2 separate regions of the Sparus aurata genome follow, and region 1 is linked to region 2. A link is a contact called in public Hi-C data. All regions are on one chromosome and are shown on one strand. The core of a region is the stretch at or near the end of the contact, and the rest is flanking DNA. Distances in the headings are between cores, read along the strand shown.

Region 1 (6,264 bases), core at 3,496-5,995, 150 kb before region 2:
GTCCTCTGAGAGTCAGAGTTCTGGTGTTTAACTGGTCCAGAGTCAGTGTTCTGGTGTTTAACCAGTAAAGAGTCAGAGTTCTGGTGTTGAACCAGTAAAGAGTCAGAGTTCTGGTGTTGAACCAGTAAAGAGTCAGAGTTCTGGTGTTTAACCAGTAAAGAGTCAGAGTTCTGGTGTTGAACCAGTAAAGAGTCAGTGTTCTGGTGTTTAACCAGTAAAGAGTCAGAGTTCTGGTGTTGAACCAGTAAAGAGTCAGAGTTCTGGTGTTGAACCAGTAAAGAGTCAGAGTTCTGGTGTTTAACCAGTAAAGAGTCAGAGTTCTGGTGTTTAACCAGTAAAGAGTCAGAGTTCTGGTGTTTAACTGGTCCAGAGTCAGAGTTCTGGTGTTTAACCAGTAAAGAGTCAGAGTTCTGGTGTTTAACCAGTAAAGAGTCAGAGTTCTGGTGTTTAACCAGTAAAGAGTCAGTGTTCTGGTGTTTAACTGGTCCAGAGTCAGAGTTCTGGTGTTTAACTGGTCCAGAGTCAGAGTTCTGGTGTTTAACTGGTCCAGAGTCAGTGTTCTGGTGTTTAACTGGTCCAGAGTCAGAGTTCTGGTGTTTAACCAGTAAAGAGTCAGTGTTCTGGTGTTTAACTGGTCCAGAGTCAGAGTTCTGGTGTTTAACCAGTAAAGAGTCAGAGTTCTGGTGTTTAACCAGTAAAGAGTCAGTGTTCTGGTGTTTAACTGGTCCAGAGTCAGAGTTCTGGTGTTTAACTGGTCCAGAGTCAGAGTTCTGGTGTTTAACTGGTCCAGAGTCAGAGTTCTGGTGTTTAACCGGTAAAGAGTCAGTGTTCTGGTGTTTAACTGGTCCAGAGTCAGAGTTCTGGTGTTTAACTGGTCCAGAGTCAGTGTTCTGGTGGTTAACTGGTCCAGAGTCAGTGTTCTGGTGTTTAACTGGTCCAGAGTCAGTGTTCTGGTGTTTAACTGGTCTAGAGTCAGTGTTCTGGTGTTTAACTGGTCTAGAGTCAGAGTTCTGGTGTTTAACTGGTCCAGAGTCAGAGTTCTGGTGTTGAACTGTTAAAGAGTCAAAGTTCTGGTGTTTAACTGGTCCAGAGTCAGAGTTCTGGTGTTGAACTGGTCCAGAGTCAGTGTTCTGGTGGTTAACTGGTCCAGAGTCAGTGTTCTGGTGTTTAACTGTTAAAGAGTCAGAGTTCTGGTGTTTAACTGTTAAAGAGTCGATGTTCTGGTGTTGAACTGGTCCAGAGTCAGTGTTCTGGTGTTTAACTGGTCCAGAGTCAGAGTTCTGGTGTTTAACTGGTCCAGAGTCAGAGTTCTGGTGTTTAACTGGTCCAGAGTCAGTGTTCTGGTGTTTAACTGGTCCAGAGTCAGAGTTCTGGTGTTTAACTGGTCCAGAGTCAGTGTTCTGGTGTTGAACTGGTCCAGAGTCAGTGTTCTGGTGTTGAACTGGTCCAGAGTCAGTGTTCTGGTGTTGAACTGGTCCAGAGTCAGTGTTCTGGTGTTTAACTGGTCCAGAGTCAGTGTTCTGGTGTTGTCCTACCGGAGAAGAAGCTCTTGGTGCGCAGGAAGCTGACGCTGAGCCTCAGGATGGACAGTTTGTCCAGGCTGGAGATGACGTCTTCGGGGAAAGGCAGCAGGCTGGCGAGCCGGTCCAGCTCCGAGTTCAGACGGTCGCGGTGGCGTTTGGACGGGTTGGACTTGGTGGCTTCGGTCGGCGCCGGCTTGACTCTGGATGTTAAAGAAATAACATGATATATGACTTGATGTTGAAATGACTCCACACAGTTTAGTTCATTCGCATGAAGCCTCATGAATATAAACTATTACGTCAGCTGACTTTATGGTTGATTATTGGTGTATAAAATGTCTGAGAACAAGAATAACTCATTAATGAATATATATAACGACGGTCCATTCATGATGTTGTCTAAGAATTTTTAAAATCTACAGAATTTAACTGGAAACTTGTTGAATTATTAAATGACGAGTGGATCAATCGAACAAGAGCAGCTGTTATCATTAAATATCAGTCAAAACAGAAATATGGGTATATGTTGTGTCGATATGCACCAGTACAACACAGAAACACGATGCTTCGGGTGCATTATATTTATTAAATTCCCAGTTACTGTTTCATTGCATCAATAAAGTTTATTGTTTTCTGTTTTCGTCCTAATATCAGCTCCAAACGTCGAGTATCAGTCGGCTTCATTATCTAACATGAGCTATTTAGTTTATAATAACAACAAACAACTTCTGTATTTTAAATACAATCGGATGTTGATATTGTATCAGTTTAAACACGTGGTAGTGGTATTATTAAACCTTAAGAGATTTGTTTTATCAGAATTTAAACACTGACAATTCATTTTCTGTTAATTGAACAATTGTTCAATTTATTTATTTATTTTCTGAGCAAAATATGAGAATGATCGAGATGTTTTTTTTTTTTACCACATCTCACAAATATACAAACTCAACTTGTACCATAATAATATTACATTTTTTTAACAAAGTATTAACTGGTAATTGCAACATATTTCTTCATTTCAGGGCTGATTACGATATTAGACTAAGATCTGTTTGTGAGGGAGGCAGAATGTTTTACAGTTTAACAATAAACTTTATTGTCTAAACTGAAATAACATGTTTTTTCTCTTTTTAACGGAACATAATTGAGGAAAAAGCAACAAAATAAGGAAATGTTCTTATTTGATATATTCTGAGGTAAGTTTTTTTATCATTATATGGGAGAAAATCAAAAATTCTAATTATTAAATTATAACCTACTCCAGATCATAATTACTAAATTATACATGTAATAATGGTTAAATTATTATAACCCATAGGTCTAATTATTAATTCATAACCTATCTTAAGCATCTTTACCTTATTATATTACATCATTATTATTCAAGTGTGAGTGTTAATATCAAGAGTTTTTTATTTTAAATGTCTGTTATGTAGACACTGATATTATTAGCCTAATTTTATTTTAATTATCTTTTTTTTTTTTTTACTGGAAAAAGGCGCTTGAGGCAGATTATAATTTAATTATTACAACCTGGGGCAGGTTTTAATTTATTAATTTGAAAAAGAAAAAGATAAATATAATTATTAAATCATCATCCACCCCAGATTATAAATATTAAATGATAGCCTAATAAATACACAAGTTCAATTTGGGCCCATAATTTAAAATAGCAAGTTAGTGCTTTCATATAAAAGAATATGCGCTGATATGATTATAATTATTATTTATTTAACATTTTTATAAAATACAGTACAGAGAAGATGCAAGGGGAAGGTTACAATTTCATGATTAGTGGTAATATCTAATCTTAATGTTGATTTTAGGTCCATTATTAAAAAAACAAACATGTTGGGGCTTCTATATTAATGGATATGTGCTGATATTATCATTATTATTCTAATTTTTAATCTCTTTGACAGAACATAATATAAAAAAGATGCTTGGGGTTGATTATTATTTAATAAATAATGTTAATATTTCATTTGAGATGTCAATTTTGTGTCCATTATTTTAAAATAGCATGTTAGGGCTTCCATAAAATGCACATGTGCCATTATTATTATTATTTATTCATTTGTTCACTCCTTTTCATAGAACATAATGCTGAAAAGATGCTTAGGATAGGTTATAATTTAATAATTAGTTTTAATATTTCATTTTAAATGTCAATTTTGGGTCCGTTATGTACAAATAGCACGTCAGGTCTTCCATATTAATGGATGTGTGCTGATATTATCATTATCGTTTACATTTTTTATTCTTTTTACAGAACGTAATGTGGGACAGATGCTTAGGGTAGATTATCATTTAATAATTAATGTTAATATTTCATTTTAAATGTGGATTTGGCTCTATTATGTACAAATACTTCAATTTTGAGCTTCCATATATTTGCTGGGATTTCAAAGTTTTGACATTTTGGATGATGTCAGTCTAAATGAAGTGACCAGGAACAGTAAAGTGTGTCTCGGATGAACAGAATAAGTGTTAAAAAACATTAAATTTATCTTTCAATCACATTAATAAATCAGACTCACCCCTTCTGAGCAGGTTTTCTCCTCTTCCGTCCCGCATACATGTTGAGAATGTGGATTTAATCACAGTGGAGCCATAAACTTTAACTGATGGAGGCTCCGGCAGAGTCCAGTAGAGTCCAGAGGGGACCAGCAGAGTCCAGTAGCGTCCAGAGAGGACCAGCAGAGTCCAGTAGAGTCCAGAGGGGACCAGTCGAGATCAGGAGAGTCCAGTAGAGTCCAGTAGAAGCTGTGGGACAGACACCGGTCGGACCAGATTCATGTGTTCTCGGACAGAAACGCTTCAAACTCGCGTTAAACCCCAACCAGCCGAGTTCAGACGGGAGTTAATCCAACATGTCGGTTTACAGAGGAGATAAAACGTAAACAAGACCACAGATCGGTCATTTAACGGTAAACTCGGTGTAAATCAGATGACATGACAGCTCCCGGGTGAAGGAGAAGTGTACCGGGGACGTTAGCGCAGTTTCTCTCCGGTCATCTCGTCCGTGTCGTCCCGCTGCCGCCGCCTCGAATCCCGCTGACGTTTTAAAACAAACCTCCGTTCGAACTTCACATCCTGGAGTTCAGAGCCGGAATATCAACATGGAACCGTGTTAAAGTTAAATTCTCCTCCTGCGTCCTGTCTCCTCTCCTCTCCTCTCCTCTCCTGCGTCCTCCCTCCTCCACAACCTGCGCGCGCTCCCTCTTCTTCCTCCGCCAGCACTGATTGGACGTCGGGAGCGCGCGGCGGGTCAAAGGTGACGTAGGGAAAAATAACGGTCGACTTCTCGAAAATTCGAGAAACGGTCGAAAATTTAAAATGTACGGATATTTATCGACAACAAACAGGTATGACTGACATGTTTTATATTAATTATGCTGTTCTGTTTTTATTAACATTTAATGAGGTGTCATTTTGTAGAAGGGTTAACCCTACATATTGATTTATACAGAAGTTCAGAGAAGCTAACTTCATTTTATCAATTTAAAGCGAGAGCATGTAACGTTAGCTTTAAAAAGTGTTATCATCTAAAGATAAAAAATAAAGCTAGCTTAACTTAGCTAACTGTGTACTGAGCTATGTTTGCTAACATGATAAATGTTTAATTTCTATAGATGTAACTTCATATTTATAAGATCAACTATGATTGTCGATGTAATGTTAATAACATCTGTAGATGTGGCTAATGTTAGCTTCCTTTACTTGGCTAACTTTATTGACAAACTGAGCTGTTTGTTGATATGATTAATTTTTAATTTTCAAAAGGTGTGCGATGTTTGCGATAAATGTAGCTAATATTAGCTAGTTTTATTTAGCTAACTCTATATCAATAAATTCAGCTATGTTAGTTGGTATGATTTATCTTTAATTTTGATACATGTGGCAAATGTTAGCTATAAATATGGCTAATATTAGCTAGCTTTACTTAGTCCACTTTCACTTAACTGAGCTGTTTGTCAGTGTAATTCATCTTTATATACATATTTCTATAAATGTGGCTAATTTTAGTTTGCTTCCTTAGTTAACATGATAGCCAAATAGTTTAATCTCAAAACAATTCATTTCAGGGGAAAATATTATATTTTTTTATCTTTTACATATGATGCCACATTATACTTTTTACTTTACTATATTTGTATTTATTAAGAGTCCTTGAAGATGCGAGTGTTCCTGAAGTAAAAGCTGTGAATGTTGTATATTGGAGGATATATTACTGTTTGCTATCTAACAATGTTAAGCGTCACTCCTGGTTTGTACATTCTGACACACATACAAGTGTTTTCCAGCCCTTTTGTGGACATTGTACTTGCTTTATGATGCAGTGTGTCACAGTAAGATAATATTAGACTGTGTTTGATCCCTTCTGGCCCAGTTTGTTCCTGCAGTGAAACCATTAAAGGCTTAACTGGGAGCAGATTGTGAAACAGGAGCAGATGTACTAAAGAGCAGTTACACTTAGAGCTACGATGTCCTCTAGTGGACACTGGAGAGCATCACAGTCATCAGAACTACAATTTAAATGACAAAATTCATTTAAACCAATGTCTTTTACCTCTTTCCTTTAAATATATTGACATTTGAGGAGTAAAAATACCCACAAAGAGATGAACAGTAAGGCTGTGTGATCAAATCACCTTTAATACGGTCAGCATGAAAAGATCAAACACTCAATACGCTGATAAAAGGCAAAATATTGAAGGCAAATCCACAAAATATA
Region 2 (6,012 bases), core at 2,450-4,949:
ATAAAACTGAACATTGAAAACAGCCTGCAACGATGTGAGTGGTTCATTTTGGCCGCATGGAGCCGTTTTATGTTTTTCAAAGGAAACGCTGCATGAAAAATATAATCTGCTGAAATGTTTTTCTGGTTTTACAACATGTGACCGAATGAAATAAAATGTAGGGATGATAAACGAGATAAAACATGTGGAGAAGCAGCTCTGGAGACAAAAGGTTGATCAACTCTTTCCACCTCCGTGACTTTGTGAATCATGCCCCGACTGTGAATCATCTGTGTGTGTGTGTGTGTGTGTGTGTACAGCAGATTCCTTCATGTAAACACGTCCAGATATCTCGCATGAACGCACAAACGTTCTCATGTGTTAATGCTGCACAAACAGCCCACATGAGTGCACACCGATCCCTCGTCGTCGTCGTCGTTGTGTGTGTGTGTGTGCTCTGTTTCACTAACACACACACACACACACACACACACACACACACACACACAGAGGCTTTAATGTGCTTTAATTAAAGCAGATAATTATTCACCCTGTGAGGACAGGCCACCTTGACAGACTCGTCCTTTGCCTCTCGATGACGAACCCTCAACATTCCTGCCCGTCTCCTGGAGACGAGTCCCAGCTCAGTGTTCTGTTCCAGTGGAGCGGTTCTGTCCCGTCATCAGAGGACTGCAGCTGTTATTCTGTCCATCAAACCACAGAATCAGAACCGTGTGTGATGAGCAAAACATTCATTTTCCACACCGCTCATTCACACACATTGGCAGGCGACGAGATGCTTTTGAAAATGCAAAGCAGGCGGTGAGATGAAACGCTGCAGCGAGCCGTCGGCCTGTTTCATCTGTGTGGAAACGGGCCAGGCCGGATTCACCTCGTGGAGTCCGGAGGATGTAAAGAGCCCTTGAAAGATAAAGGACGCACAGAAATAAAACTCCTTTATCTGCTTGTTGTCACGCCTCGCTCCTCCAGCAGCTCCTCCGTCGTCACAGGGGAGTCGGCTGTTGTCATGTGGATCCTCGTGGAGCCTGATGGAGCCTGATGGAGCCTCTGGTCGTGTCGTTATCACGACTCCAGCTGAAGGATTATCTGTTTCACTTTCCAGGCTGGAGAATCTGCTCCTCCTCATCAGTTCACAGCCTGCAGATATCATATCACAGTGCAGGAGAAACAGCAAAACATTCAGGTCCATGTTTTGTTTGTTCACACAATAACAGTGTCTTTCCAGATGCCTCAAAAATGAGTTTTGAAAAAGTTTTGCAGGGGAAAAAAAATTCTGAAAAAAAATTAAAAAATCAGAAAAGTTCAGATTTTTATCGAGAAAAAAGAATTTCACTGAAAAAAAATATTAAGGAAAAAAAACTTTTATTGAGAATTTCTTTTATCGAAAAAAAATTGAGAAAAAAACATTTTTATTGAAAAAAAAAAAAAAAATTTTATAGCATTTTTTTCTTTTTGAAAAATTTTCAATTTTTCAATTGAAAGTAATTTTATTGAAAAAAATATATAATTATAGAAAAAAATGTTTTTATTGAAAAAAAAAAACATTTGTGGAAAGAAAGAAAAAAAATTCTGATTTTTTTGTGAACTGTTCCTTTAAGTCACATATTGATCAGATGATATTGATCAGATGATATTGATCAGATGATATTGATTAGATGATCTAAAAGCCGTCCACAGCTGTGAACTCATCCGAGAGTTTAAACAAAAGAAATCTTTTATCGTACATGAAGCAGAAAAAATCATCATCAGAACATTTCAACAATAAAAAGTTCATTTAAAGTAAATTTCCCCCTAAAGCGTAATGAAGGACGGAAATGTAATCAAAGGCAGAGAACAAACAGTTTTTTAATTTGCACTTTAGAGTTGGAACTAAAACTTTTGTTTCTCATTAAAACTTAATTTGAAGGTAATTTGGACTGAAGAAGTTCAGCTCAGCCCGTTTCCACAGAAACACGTTGGTTACTGTTACCTGAGGAACCGAGAGGAGACGCAGCTGAGTGGGCGAGAGACACTTAGTGACTCAGCCTTGTTAGAGAGAGAGGAGTGTGTGTGTCTGTGTGTGTGTGTGTGTGTCTGTGTGTGTGTGCCTGTGTGTGTGTGCGTGTGTGTGTGTGTCTGTGTGAGTGTGTGTGTGTGTGTGTGTGAGCTGGTTTTAATTTGTTTTATTGATCACACACACTCATCAGGTCGAGGATCGATGCAGGAGGAGGTCAGAGAGAACAATTAGTGAAGTCCTGATGACTCAGGTTGTGTAGTTGTGTAGTTGTTGTGTGTTTGGGGACCGGTGTTGTCTCTTCACTGATGAAACCTGTTAAAGGTTCATTCCGCGCAGCTGTTTTCACTCAATCTGGTTGATTAGATGCTGTTAATGTGTGTAGAGCTGCAGCATCACCCTCAACTACAACAGCTGAATTATTCACAAAGGTTCATTTATAAAATCGTCTTCTGTTCACAACCAGACAAACAAACGGAGGCGTGTGAACATGTGGTTGTACCGGCAGCAGAATGCTTACAGGCCGGAACACAAACAGAACCAAACTGAAATGTGCTCCAGTGAAATAAAACGTTAAAACTGAAGGTGTTTCATGTGTTGAAGTCAAGCAAACACATCAGGGTCTAAACAGACCAGAGAGTCAGGGTCAGATCCAGACTGAGCATCAGAACCACCTGGTGTCACCCCCCACTGAGATTGGCTGAGATGGAAATGTCCCACGCTGCTTCCACTCCTCCATCAGGAGTCAGTCTGCACCACCTGCACTCAGCTGATCTGGATTGTTTTCACGTCTCCTGCTGCTTCAGTCACATTTCTGTTTCTTGGTGCAGCTTTTTAGAACGCTTTCAACATTTCATGCTTAAAATGAAGTGACGGGGAGAAAGTTTGCGGCAGGAGGAAGTCGTGGAGTCGTTGCTCAGTGTGAATGATGCCTGTGAACAGATGCAATAAAAGAAGAGAGGTTCATGTTAATGTTCAGTTTCTGTCTGCAGAGAATCTCTTATTGTTGTGAGATCTTCTGCTGCCATCTAGTGGAGCTCATGTTGAAGGTTCCTTCTCTTCAGTGCTCTGCAGATGTTGGTGCTCAGAGTTTGGACACATAAATCTTAAGTACGCTGCTTTAAATCCCTGAATAATCAACTTTCAGTGTGTTTCTTGTCCTTGATTCTACCGTTTACATACAGATAATGTTGAATTCACATTTACGCTCATTTACACCAGCGTGCTTTTATTTTCTTTACCAGTTTCTGCTCACAAAAAAAGAACTTTTTCATATATGACAGTTGTAAACGCTCATGTAGACCAACTGTGTGTGTTGAGGTTAAACAGTATCACAGATTATACTGACTCTTCTACATTATAAACTCTCTACAGAACCTGCAGATGGTCCGAACATCTTTAAATGCTCGTCAGCTCACAGCACCAGATGTTTTTAATGTTTTTAACCTCAAAGCCTTTTTATTAAACACTTGTTTAGTGGCCACACATTCATACAACCACACAACAATAAAGAAATTTGATTGGTCTCAATCAAATATAAATGCTAAAGAACATGAAGTTAGAAGGTAGTGCAGGGGTCACATGTGACCGCTAGGTGTCAGTTTGAGCAGCTCTGTGCGCAGAGGAAACACTGCAGCACACACCTTTCAAAATAAGATCCTCCCGCATAGAGGAGGCTTTTATTTTGTCTTCACCGGAAGTCTTATTTTGTAGTCCTCTGCCCGTGCTTGACGCATCTTCTCATGAGGCAGGTCCACGCGTCACACACCACCACTTTGTGTTGTGTGTTGCTACATGGAGACATGATGTGACACTCGGCAGCGCGTAATTTGCGCATTTGGAGATGTTCCGCTGTGCGCGCGCTGGTTCGGCTGCCGCTGTTGGAGTGAGTCCAGGGATGCTGCCGGAGTGCCTCCGCGCAACGAGGGGCTGCGCCCTGCGCCTCTGCTGAGCGGACCAGACGTTTGATTCGACTGCATGGATCACTCCCGGGACGTGTGAGCGTCTGCCGCGGTGCGCACTGACCCTCCTCCCCGCTGCATCATGGGGAACAGCTTCTCCAACCTGGCCGCCTTCACGTCCCTGCACATCGTCATGCTCGGTTTGGACTCTGCGGGGAAAACCACCGTCCTGTACCGGCTGAAATTCAACGAGTTCGTCAACACGGTGCCCACCATCGGCTTCAACACGGAGAGGATCCGTCTGGGCGGCGCGGGGGCCTCCAGGGGCATCAGCTGCCACTTCTGGGACGTCGGGGGCCAGGAGAAGCTGCGGCCGCTGTGGAAGCCCTACAGCCGCTGCACGGACGGCATCGTGTACGTGGTGGACTCGGTGGACGCGGAGCGGCTGGAGGAGGCCCGCACCGAGCTGCACAAGATCACCCGCTTCTCCGAGAACCAGGGGACCCCGCTGCTGGTCATCGCCAACAAGCAGGACCTGCCGCGGGCGCTGGATGTCGGGGAGATCGAGAGGCAGCTGGCTCTGGCCGAGCTGAGCCCGTCCACCCCGTACCACGTCCAGCCGGCCTGCGCCATCATAGGAGAGGGTCTGGACGAGGGCATGGACAAGCTGTACGAGATGATAGTGAAGAGGAGGAAGTCGCTGAAGCAGAAGAAGAAGAGGAGGGAGTAAAGTCTGCGGATGTGAGCAGATTATATTCACGGTGATGAAGGTGAAGCTGCAGAAACTCTATTTAACAACATGTTCATTTGACAAACAGCTGTAATAAGAATCAGAGTGATATAATGTCCAGGAGGAGGATGATGATGATGATGATGATGATGGTGGTGGTGACAGATTGTGTTGCTGACAGCAGCAGCAGTGTGAACAGGACGGACTCTCCTGGCACAGCTCCCTGCTGCGCACACAGAGCTGAGACGGTGTTACACCAAAGAAGATTCCCCCGAGAAACAAACTCTCATCCTTCCTCTCATCCTTTGGTTCCTTTGGTTTTGACTCTGGAGGGTTCAGTTAAGGTCATTTATCAGCTGTAGCTGTTCTGTGGCTAAAAAAAAAAAAAAAGAAAGCGGATGAGGGATAAAAAGATCTGTTACAAGATAATGAGCTAGATTTAGTTGGGAATGTAGAAGAAGAGCTTGTTAACTGTGTAATTTAATTGCATAGCTTCTCAGCATTCATTTTTTAAATATGATTTAATGACGTTAAGGTTCATTACATCATGTAACTCTTCACTCCCCAGGCTGCTCATAATGCCACAGAACAGGGAGGTTTCTCCAGACGACCCACAACAAAACACTGCGCGGTCGTCAACATGCAGTGATTTTGGGCACGAGCCTCGGAAAGAAAATCCGATCTGGATCCTCACAGTTCAAAATAACCACAAGTTCTGGTTCAGGAGCTCCTGGAGGGTTCAGCTGAGGTCATTATTTCACTTGTAGATAAAAAAAGTGAGGGGTGTTCTAGATTTTGTAGCTCTACGACTGAGCTGAAGCAAACAAACAAAACAATTTTTCATGACTCATCACACACGAACAGGCCTGTAGCTACAACTGAGGTCATGTCCTCTACAGATACATGTCTGGTAACACTTTATCCATTACGTCATTAAAATAAACGATTAAATATGATTAAATAATGCAAATTTATAGTTATTAAACTGTTAACAAGCAATGAAATGCTTTATAAACTATTTATTAGCGATTGTTCTTTGGAAAGTTACAGTTGATTTATGAACCATCTCATTGTTCCTGAACAGTGAAATCTAACAATCTATAAATGAACATTGATTAATGATGGTGATTATAAAGTGTTATCGAGGTCAGTAAGTTCTTTTTTAGCAAGGAAATAAGTTAAATACATTTACAAATATACTGTTAGACACAAAATACACACCCGTATCTTGACATCCCTGGATTTAAGAAAGAAATGTGAAAAAATGACAGTAGATATTTTCATCCTCGTCCGTGAAATCACCCAGAAGCCATATTTCAGGCCTCGACCTGAGTAGATGTCTTTTATCAACTTCACATGTAGCGTTCCCAACTTTCTTCTACGTAAAG

Evidence for each region. A called contact is a pair of places that touch in the nucleus more often than the background predicts.
Region 1: a contact with region 2 is called in a Hi-C map of an unstated tissue, with 4 times the contacts expected there. The contact joins the promoter of ahr1b here to the promoter of LOC115577053 in region 2. A contact is called at or near these places in 2 of 2 Hi-C or Micro-C datasets (skeletal muscle and an unstated tissue).

What each region holds. Positions count from the first base shown.
Region 1 is chr24:18,338,701-18,344,964 of fSpaAur1.1, reverse strand. ahr1b (aryl hydrocarbon receptor 1b) reads right to left here and starts at 4,745. Exons shown (of 15, transcript XR_003982999.1): 1 at 4,067-4,745; 2 at 1,536-1,723. LOC115577017 (aryl hydrocarbon receptor-like) reads right to left here. Exons shown (of 11, transcript XM_030409773.1): 11 at 6,163-6,264.
Region 2 is chr24:18,192,017-18,198,028 of fSpaAur1.1, reverse strand. It overlaps LOC115577053 (ADP-ribosylation factor-like protein 4C), which reads left to right and starts at 3,699. Exons shown (of 1, transcript XM_030409844.1): 1 at 3,699-6,012. The coding sequence starts at 4,037. The coding sequence ends at 4,624. LOC115577020 (SH3 domain-binding protein 4-A-like) reads left to right here. Exons shown (of 5, transcript XM_030409778.1): 5 at 1-23.